Regions from separate parts of the Mus musculus genome. Here all the other regions are linked to region 3. The links are chromatin contacts, called in public Hi-C and HiChIP or PLAC-seq maps. All regions are on one chromosome and are shown on one strand. Each heading gives the region's core, a stretch centred on a gene start, on an enhancer-like site or on the middle of the called end of the contact. The rest is flanking DNA. Distances are from core to core; before and after follow the strand shown. Region 1 holds the start of Eif4h (eukaryotic translation initiation factor 4H). Region 2 has its middle 44 kb from the start of Tmem270. Region 3 holds the start of Eln (elastin).

Region 1 (3,193 bases), core at 528-3,027, 110 kb after region 3:
GTCCTGGCTGTCCTGGAACTCACTCTGTAGACCAGGCTGGCCTCAAACTCAGAAATCCGCCGGCCTCTGCCTCCCAAGTGCTGGGATTAAAGGCATCCGCCACCATGCCTGGCCCAGCTGGTTATTTTATTTTGTATGTATGGGTATCTTCCCTGCATGTATGTCTGTGTACCTCACGTGTACCTGATACTCTCTGATCTTCTTGGAGGCTAAAAGAGGTTGTCAGATGCCCCTGAAGCTGAGTTACAATTTTGAGTTGCTATGTGGTTGCTAGAGATAGAAATGAAGCCCCTGGAACATTAGACAATGAGTGTCCTTAGCCTCTCCTGCCCCTGGGGTTTGTTCTGTAGTTTTGTTTTGTTTTTTTTAAAACATTGTGTCTTTGTGTGTCAGGGGTACAAAAAAGTGCTGTAAAATTCAGAGGTTCTCCTTCTTCTTGGTTTTTCAAGGCAGGGTTTTTCTGTGTATCCCTGGCTGTCCTCGAACTCACTCTGTAGAGCAGGATGGCCTCAAATTCATAGATCCGCCTGCTTCTGCCTCCAGAATGAGGGGAGTAAAGGCCTTTGCTACCACTTCCTAATTTAGGAGTCACTTCTTAGGAGCTGTCCATCTTGGTTGAATTTTTTTTTTTTTTTTTTTTTTTTTTTTTTTGAGACAGGGTCTATGTACCTGGTCCTCCCGCTAGATGTGTGTGTGTGTGTGTGTGTGTGTGTGTGTGTGAGAGAGAGAGAGAGAGAGAGAGAGAGAGAGAGAGAGAGAAAGAGAGAGAGAGACTCATCTTCTACCATGTGGGTCCTGGGGATCAAACTCAGGTCAAGCTTGGTAACAAACATCCTCACTCACTGAGCCCACCTGCCCACCCTTAAAATTTCTTTTTCAGAGCAGACTCCTGCAAAAATAAAACATATCTAATCTCTTATCAGTTCAACTACAAACAGCCTCATCTTCACCACCCCTCCCCAATACCCAGACAGAGAATACAATTTGTTTTGTCTTTATAAGATTTATTTTGTTTTTTATTTATTTTATTTTATTTTGGAGACCAGTCTCAGTCTTCCTAGAGTAGGGATTACAGATATTTACCACCACGTCGTTTGTAGCAGGTCTCAAAAACAAAGATATTTCACTTCGTCTTGTTCACACACACACACACACACACACCATTCTCACTTACAAGCCTTCTGCCCTTGGTCATCTAGGGACCTCTACCTAGAACAGGTTGTCTTCCTTTTAGCTTTACCCAGGGACCATTTGTCCTGAAGAATTGTGCCCAAGTGGGACCAAGTGGGGCAGACCTAGGGCACTTTAATAAATCTAACGTGATACCAGAGATCCCAACATAGTGGCACACTGTCACCCCAGCCCTTGAGAAAGGGAGAGAGCAAAAAACAAAAAAACAAACCCAAAAAAACAAAAAACAAAACTAGGGGTTCAAGGTCATCCTCAGCTACAGCGCCCCAGCTCCAGGCCAGCCTGGGCTCCACAAAACCCAAACTGAATCTAGTGACAATGAGAAAGCAGCGTGCAGGGTGACAGACAACGCCCGAGGGGTAGGTGACCACGGGGCAGGGCGGGGCAAGGACAGTAAGAGGCAACCACGCGTGAAAGCAGCAAGCTAGCACACAATGGGCCTGGGAGGGCAGAGCGTGCGCGCGGCGCCCCGGGGGCCGGCCGCCGCACCACGTGGGCCGCAGAGCGCGCCGGGGCCAGCAGCGGGCCCCGTCGGCCCAAGGCCGGGCGCGGCGGCGCGCGCATGCGTGCGTGCGACTTGCGATCAGGCAGCGCGGCGGACAGCCCCGGTAGCGGGGCGGGCGGGGGGAGGAGGAGTTATATTGCGGGGTCCTTCCTCGCTGGCCCGCTGGTTCCTCAAGGAGCGGAGACGGCAAATGGCGGACTTCGATACCTACGACGATCGGGCCTACAGCAGCTTCGGCGGCGGTAGAGGGTGAGGCGAGCGGGGCGCGGTCAGGCGGGCCAGCGGCTCGGCCGGGGGGAGTGCCGAAAGGTTCGAAGGGGGAGGCGGCCTTGCCGCGCTCACTCGAGACGGGCGGCGGGAAGCGGCCTGAGCAGGCCCGAGGCGAGGCCTGGAAATGGCGCGCTCCGGGAGCGGCTGGCGACGGTTAGGCTGCGGGTCTCTCGCTTGCTCGCGGCGCACATCCTGCCCTCGGCTCCGCGCCGGCCCCGGACCCGGCACCCTGCGGGGCCTCGGTCGGAAAGTTAGATCACAGCGACACCGGAGGGTTTCCCGGGGATACCAGTGCCCGCCCGCCGCGTCCAGCTTTCTCCCCAGCGCGCTCCGGGCTGGGATGCAGCGCGGAAGCGGGCGGCGGCGGCGGAAGCGGCCTGCCCCTCTCCAGGGTCCCCGCTGCCTGGCGGAGCCCCTGGGTCGCTTCTGCGAGAGGCCCGCCGGCAGCGAGAGGGGCGATTTCCCTTCCGATTCGAGTCTGGATGCTGGGACCGTCGGATCCAGCGAGGGAGACAGGGAGCGGGGACCTGAACCAAAACAAATCCACCGTAGTGGGGAGTGTGCGTGGCTCTTTCTCTCTGCCTCCCTGGCGTTTCGAATGCCTTATTGACAGATACTACGTGTCTGCTGGCGGAGATTGTTGATTTCTTCCCAGTTTCTTCCCTGACCTGGGGAATCGCTTTCGCTTCGTTCTGATTCCGGTCAGATAAAGACAACATACTTTAAAACCAGTCCTCCTCCCACCTCCCTAAATCCTTTACTGATGAATAGATAGCTCCTGGTGCATAATTCCAAAAAACGGGCGCCCGGATAGTTTGTGCCCTTTTAAATAACACGTTACCAGCTGGGGTTGTGGCTCAGTCACAGAGCGATTGTCTAGCATATCTTGGATTCAGTCTCCTGCCAAACAATAGAAATAAACAAGCATCAGCCACTTGCTTTTTTTTCTTTTTTTTTTTTAAGCTTATAGGAGTTTTATGGGACAATTTAATCGTCTTGTTTATTTGTCAAGGACACACTTGGCTTTTATCCTTTTTTACAGCAAAGGTGACTTGCCCGGAGAATATCACAATAGTTGTACTGAGGTGTTGGGTTTCCTAGGTGGCTGCCCCCAAAGTGTCTTTTGTTAGGTGAAGAATGATCACCTTTAAATACCTGGGTTTGAGAGTGAGTCACAGTCTTGTTTGGTTGCAGTAGTGTACTGGGTACTCTTCATGCTTTCAGAAG
Region 2 (3,329 bases), core at 455-2,954, 110 kb before region 3:
TGTGAATGTGTGTGTGTGTGCTGTGTGAGTGTGTGTGTGTTTGTGTAGGATGGTATGTGAGTATGTGTCTGTGTGAGTGTGTATGTATGTGTGTGTTTGTGTATGAATGTGTGTGTTTGTGTAGGATGGTATGTGAGTATGTGTCTGTGTGAGTGTGTATGTATGTGTGTGTTTGTGTTTATGTGTGTGTATGAGTGTGTGTGTGAGTGTGTGTTTGTGTATGAGTGTGTGTATGTATGTGCAATATTGATGGAGTTAAGAAGAGGCTTTCGGACCCCTGCGCTTGAGTGATTATAAATGGTTATAAGTCATCTGACATGGGTACTAGAAACTCAACTTGAGTCCTCTGGAAGAGCAACAAGCACTCCTAACCATGAATCTGTCTTTCCACCCACAAACAGGGACCTCCTAACATCTGCTCTTGGCCCAGTAAAGTTCTCTGGGGACTTTGTGAGCACAAAGTGGGTGGGGACCCATCTCCTTTTTCTCTCTCCATTGTTCATCTGCCCACTCCTCTGTCCCATTTCTCTCTCTCTCTCTCTCTCTCTCTCTCTCTCTCTCTCTCTCTCTCTCTCACACACACACATACACACACACACACACACACAGAGGGGGGGGGACACTTGCTTTGAAGATTATGGTGTAAGTGGGAGGCACAGGTCTGGCTTGAGACGACAGGGCTGGGAAACATAGCCACAGTGTGTGGTGGACTCGGCATACATTAGGGTGCATTGGTATTGTGCACAGCTGTAGCTTGTAATTTGTAATGTTTTCATTTTTTGAGAAGGGCTTATATAGCCCTATATAGCAGAGGCTGACCATGAATTTCTGATCTTCCTGCCTCCACTTCCCAAGTGTGTGGGATTACAGTAGTGTGCCACCATGCCTGGTTTACACAGTGCTGGGGAAAGAACTGAGGAACCAAGGGCTTAGTGATGCCAGGCAAGCAGTTTACCAACTGAGTCCCATCCCAAGCTCATGATTTGGCTTTTGTTTTGTTATTTTGTTTTCAAGACAGGCTCTTACCCTGCAGCCAGGCTGGCCTAATTCATGCTAATTCTCCTGTCTCAGCCTTGGAGTTCTCAGCTAAAGGGCTAGGCTGGTCTCAAACTCACAGAGATCTGGTCTGCTCTTTCTCCCCAAGTGCTGGAATTAAAGGTATGCACTATCATGGTATGCATGGGACACATGAATTCAAAGGAGATATGGTTTACTCTGAAATGATGGTCTGACACTAGGGTTGGCTCAGGTCTCTATGCCAGCTGATGAATTAGAAACGAAGAGTCTCAGCCACTTTCAGTCCCAGGTCTCCACATCACCACTTGGGACTATGTCTTTCCATCCACTGGGGGAGTCTAGGTTCCTGCTCAAAATGGAGATTCCAGGAAGAGGCTGGTGTCAGGGCATGGCAGTATAAAAGGGGGCTCACGGAAGACAAATAGCTGGTGTGGGGGTGGGGTGTCGGTACTATTTGTCTCAGTGTCCTGGCTCCCTTTCCATCCCTGGACATGGAGTAGGTAGTTAGCTTCTCTCCCTCACATCCACGCCCCAGCCTATGCTGTCTGGTTCCCAGACGTGGCCTCAGTTTATGGGGCCATGTTCCCTCCCCGGCCAACTTGGCGGCCACTTCAGACACTGCTCTCGTGCCTGACCACCCCCTGCCTTGAAGAGAGCTGAACACAGTCTGCAGTCTCCCACCCAGCCGCCCCCACCCTGCTAATCCTGGGCGCACCGAGAGGCCAAGAATGTCTCTCGCATACTCTGGCCGGCTGGGCTGGCCATAAAAAAAGGGGCATGAATCATGGGGGTCCCTGCCTGCCAAATGTTCACTTGGGATATGTTCGAGGCTGGCTGTGCCCAGAGTGCATGGGGTGGAGTGGGGTGGGGAGGGGAGGGGGAAAAGGGAGGGAGGAGTTGAGCTGGCAGCTGGGATGGATGCAGAACAGTTCGGAGAGGGTGAGACTGTCTGCGGCACCCATGCCTGGCGGGAACACGGAGATCATGTTATAGAGCCCTAGGGTTCTGGAATGACCCTCTGTTGGCTCTCCTGAGTCCCATGAGAGTGAAATGCAAGATACTTGGAATGCTACATGCACAGCCACCTATATAACTTATGAAGGCCAAGCATCTGGCTTTACAGGTGGGGAAGTAGAGGCTCCAAGAGGGTAGAGGGTCCAGCCTGGGCTCACACATCCTCTACAGCTACTCCATAACTGTGACATGCACTTGCAGGTGACCTCCACTGTCTCTCTACTTTGCTCCAAGCACTTAAGTAGCCCACAAATAGTGTTGATCTGAGTTCATTCCCTAGCTATAAAACCTATATCTGCCTATCTTTCTTCTTCCTTGTAACCTTGATCTTGGAGGGAATCCAGGGATGCCTGGTCTTATCTGTACGCCCCACCCCCAGTCACTTGTTCAGAAAATATATACCCACATCTGGACATCCACAGGAAGTGGTAGCCACACTGGGCAGTTGTGCCCTCACTCTCTCAAGACTGCCAGTGTTCTCTGGCCCTCCCCAAAGCACTACCTGTATATTCTTGTCCTAACAGTAACATTTCAAACAGTCCCTTGTAGGGCCAGGTGTTGCTACAGCTGCCTCCCACTGCCCTGTAACAGTCAAATTTCTTCAAAGCTGTGTTCACACCCCTAACTTCCTCACCACAGATCCTTTCAGAACTCTGGGGTTCTGTTCTCCTTTTTTCATGTGTAGATGGATAAATGGAGCTGGGGCTACCTGCGTTGGCCACCATTCCTCTTCTCCCTGCCCCCTTCCGAGCCACCATTTATTGCTGACATTCCTCCCATCAGGCCTCAGCCTGCCTTCTGACTCTCTTCTCAGCCCCTCATATGAGTAGCCTTGGGTCACGTCCTCTTCTCTTGTGGTCCTTGTATTTGGACAGGTTTCTTCTCCTTCTGGACTTGGTACCAAACACACTAGGCTGGAATCACCAGCCAGGTCCTTACCAGGGCTCCAGATTGGTGTGCCTGGAAGCAGGCTTGATGTACTTGACAGAGAAGCCACAGGATCTCACACTTGAGACCTGGGCTCAGCCCCTTGCTGTCCTAGCCCTGCTTTTCTCTAGGGTCAGGTTCCAAGTGAGGGGTTCCAAGCAGAGAGCCCACTTGTCCTCTCTCATCCCCAGTTTTGGTCTTACTGGTCAACCTTAGTCAATTGGTTCTACCTAGTGAGTCTATTCTTCTGCATTCTTAGTGCTGGAGAGGGACTCCAAGGTCTCCAGCACACTGCAAATGAGCTACACATCCAGACCCTAACTAGAAGATTCTAGGATGGTATTCTGTCACTGAGCCATGCCCCCAGCTCC
Region 3 (3,343 bases), core at 517-3,016:
GAGGAGGAGGAGAAGGAGGAGAAGAAGAAGGAGAAGGAGAAGGAGAAGGAGAAGGAGGAGGAGGAGGAGGAGGAGGAGGAGGAGGAGGAGGAGAAGAAGAAGAAGAAGAAGAAGAAGAAGAAGAAGAAGAAGAAGAAGAAGAAGAAGAAGAAGAAGAAGAAGAAGAAGAAGAAGAAGAAGAAGAAGAAGAAGAAGAAGAAGAAGAAGAAACACAAGAGCACCAAGACAAGAGAACCAAAAATTAGCCCAGGTCCACCTAAGCCACCTGCCTTTGATCTCCCACCCCCACCTCCGCCAATGCTGTCATCTCTGCAGACTCCTCTATGCCCTGTACTGTATAAGACATCTGATAAGACATCTTTAACTCACCCCTCTGCACCACCCCCTACAAGAGAAAGACTCTAGGACCTATGGCCTAGACTTTTTCTTCTAACCAACTATGACCTGTATACAGCAAGCAACCATCTCCCTCTCCTGTCCTACAGTACTCCACATACACTCAGGAGTCTGAGAATGACATAATCTTTCTCTGACCTACACTTCACATTCCTTAAAGCCTTACAGGATCTCCATATGCTCAGGGACAGGGTGGCCAGGGCACTGATCGCAAGCTTTCCTGGAGGGCTCTCTGCTGGTTCAGCATAGGCTGCCCCCTTCTGGCCAGTAGAGGAATAGCATCATCAAGCCTTCCCAGAGCCTCCAAGAGAATCAGTTTCCAGATGCAAGTGAGAGCATTGGACAGGTGGTGAACAAGCAAGAAGGAGAATACTGAGTTAATAGTCACCTGCACAGAGCTCCCACCTCCATGTTCCCTACCAGGCACCTAAGACCCAGTATGACCTCTGTTGGACACTGTGCCTTGCTCAGGGGCGGTGCAAAGCTGTGCTCGTGGCCCTTACAGAACCAACCAACACCTTATGCAAGGATCATCTTTGAGCCCTAGGGAGACACTAAATACATGGCTCTCACTCCCAAGCCACTCGCCTGACCTCAGCCCCTTGGTCTCTGCAACCATAGACCCATAGATCCAACACCCTTTCCCAGGCTTCAAACAGATGGCTAAGACCTGTCTCAACCATGATGAACTAGATCGTATGTCAAGGTCTCTAATCTGTTCCTAAAATGCCCCCACGGTACCATGTCTATCCTATTCTCTCTCCCAGACAATTCTGCTCGCAGACCTTGAACTCTATAGGCAGACTCCCTTAGCCCCATCAACCTACCTAACCCAGTTTTGGGTAAAGCCTGTCTCTAGCCAGGCTTGGGGGTGTTGGGGTGTCTGCAGGACCAGGGTGGGAGCTGAGGCGCGGGACAGCTGGCCTGTGTCCCCACACTGGGCCTGGGGCCCAGGCAGAGGGGCGGGGGCCTGGCTACTCCAGCCTTGGCTAGGGCTGGGATTTTTTGGCCGGGCTGCCTGGGCCCTCCCTCCTGCTTCCTCTCCAGAGGGCTGTCCTGGCAAAGGCCCCCCTTGCACTTTCTGGCGGGAACAGGGCCAGGAGCAAGCAAACAGCTACAGAGGGAAAGCGGGAAAGCGATGGGGGGGGGGGGGGGCAGAGCACGCGCGCGTCAGTGTGTGTGTGTGTGTGTGTGTGTGTGTGTGTGTGTGTGTGTGTGTGCAGGAAAATAGACCCATAGTCGAGGCAGATTCAGCCTAGGAGGCTTGCAAGTCTGGCCTTTCGTAATTGCCCCCTCCCCCGCGGCCCCCTCCCCCAGCTCCCCCTCCTCCCGCCCTCCTCTCACCCGCCCTCTCTCCCTCCCTCCTTCCCTCACAGCAGCCTACCAGGCAGCAATTACGCTTTGGGGATAAAACGAGGCGCTGAGAGCAGGCTGGGGCAGTCCTCCCCGAGATGGCGGGTCTGACAGCGGTAGTCCCGCAGCCTGGCGTCTTGCTGATCCTCTTGCTCAACCTCCTCCATCCCGCGCAGCCTGGAGGTAAGGGGCCCCTCGCCGGTCCCACGCTGCCCCTCGCTGGTCCCACGCTGTCCACAATCTGCGGGACCCTGCCGGCCAGGTGGCAAGACTGATGGGGAATCCCGGAGATGGATGAGCCCTTCAGCTCCAGATCCCCCCTCCTCGAGACAGGGAGGGTTCTGGGAACTGTCTCCTCTTGGGAGCCAGCTCCGTGTTAGGGGTCCTGTCAAAGCTACACTCCCGCCAGTCAGGATGGTCCCTACCTCCTGTCCAAGCTCGAAGGGGTCCTCTGAGTCACCTGAGTACTTTCCAGTGGTGGTGGCAGTTTGCATACCTGTGCACACCTGTGTACATACCAGCCTGGGGAGAGACAATCCTGGTTTGTCTTTGCTTGGAGATGTTCGGATTCTGTGTGTGTGTGTGTGTGTGTGTGTGTGTGTGTGTGTGTGTGTGTGTATGCGCCCGTGTGTGTTTCATACTATGTTGCACAGGTGTCAGTGTGAGGTTCTAGCCAAGCATGTCCCTGAAGGAAATGTGTCTGGGATGGTATGAAGGTCTGTTCACAAGTCCGTTCCTAGACAGATGGAGGTACAGGGAGGCAAACCGTGAAGTTGTGTGATGGGATCTGCCAAAGTCCAACACCCAGCTGGGCGTGGTGAGCCACACCTGTGACCCCCAACATGTAAGTTCAAAGCCAACCAGACCCCGTCTCAAGAGCAACCAGGAGGGTTGAGGACGTCCCTGTTGATGGAAGGCATGCTAAACATTCTCAAAGCTCTGAGTAAACTAGGTGGGCGTGGTGACACATACCTGTGTGGTGGTCATCGGAGGATCAGGAATTCAAGACATCATTGGCTACCTAGTGAGCCATTTGGGTTCTATCAGGCTGTCTTAAAAAAAAAATGTCCTAAAGACGTCTGGTGCCCAGGTGTAGGACGTCACTGTGTGTGTGTGAGCGTGAGCGAGTCCATGCCTGTATGAGGGTTTGCTGAGATGGAATACAGGCCAGAGCGTGAGCTGGGGAAAGTGCCCATCTCCTGGCAATCAGGACATGGCTGGTATCAGAGGCTGAGCCTCAAGGTATCCTTTTGGTCATCTGATATGTATCCTGACCGGGCATGTTGGGTTATGGGGAGGAAGGAGTCTGCTCCCAGATGAAAGGTGCATCCAGCTGTGGGGAAAGAGGTGTGAACCTATGAACCATCTGCTGGGGTCTGGTTTCCCTAAGAGACCTCATTGTTGTGGGAACCTGAACTTGGACTGGGGACAGGAGGCTACAGGGCGGGGTTGGACAGGGCTGTGGTCAGAGACTGAATAAGAACAGCATCTGTCCCATGAGACTTACTTGCTGGGGGCTAGGAGCCCACTGTAGAACAAGAGTTCCAGGGCTGGAACGAGACTGAGGTTTGTGGGTACCAACGGGAGGACCCAT

What was found. A called contact is a pair of places that touch in the nucleus more often than the background predicts. HiChIP or PLAC-seq counts read pairs in DNA pulled down with a chosen protein or histone mark.
Region 1: a contact with region 3 is called in an H3K4me3 HiChIP or PLAC-seq map of embryonic stem cells, with 20 read pairs. The contact joins the promoter of Eif4h here to the promoter of Eln in region 3. A contact is called at or near these places in 4 of 39 promoter capture datasets (the 3T3-L1 cell line, cranial neural crest and embryonic stem cells), 5 of 115 datasets of contacts at active chromatin or transcription factors (bone marrow-derived macrophages, embryonic limb bud and embryonic stem cells) and 2 of 9 other capture datasets (adipose tissue and pancreatic islet).
Region 2: a contact with region 3 is called in a Hi-C map of uterus, with 7 times the contacts expected there. The contact joins the enhancer-like site here to the promoter of Eln in region 3. A contact is called at or near these places in 4 of 39 promoter capture datasets (HPC-7-derived erythroid cells, cranial neural crest, embryonic stem cells and 1 more), 10 of 484 Hi-C or Micro-C datasets (the AML12 cell line, cerebral cortex, dorsal root ganglion neurons and 5 more), 7 of 115 datasets of contacts at active chromatin or transcription factors (the NIH/3T3 cell line, craniofacial prominence, embryonic stem cells and 3 more) and 2 of 9 other capture datasets (adipose tissue and pancreatic islet).

The regions. Positions count from the first base shown.
Region 1 is chr5:134,637,993-134,641,185 of GRCm38.p6, reverse strand. Eif4h (eukaryotic translation initiation factor 4H) reads left to right here and starts at 1,777. Exons shown (of 7, transcript NM_033561.2): 1 at 1,777-1,945. The coding sequence starts at 1,887.
Region 2 is chr5:134,860,621-134,863,949 of GRCm38.p6, reverse strand. No RefSeq gene overlaps it. Among named protein-coding and RNA genes, the nearest start is that of Tmem270, 44 kb to the left of the region's middle. Within about 2 kb of position 1,704, at least 17 of the 459 cell types and tissues checked have an H3K27ac peak or open chromatin away from gene starts, as enhancers often do. A contact at or near this core is called in heart atrium and uterus, where this site is marked.
Region 3 is chr5:134,745,746-134,749,088 of GRCm38.p6, reverse strand. Eln (elastin) reads left to right here and starts at 1,766. Exons shown (of 37, transcript NM_007925.4): 1 at 1,766-1,932. The coding sequence starts at 1,848. It overlaps Gm30003 (a long non-coding RNA gene), which reads right to left. Exons shown (of 4, transcript XR_868587.3): 1 at 1,781-3,343.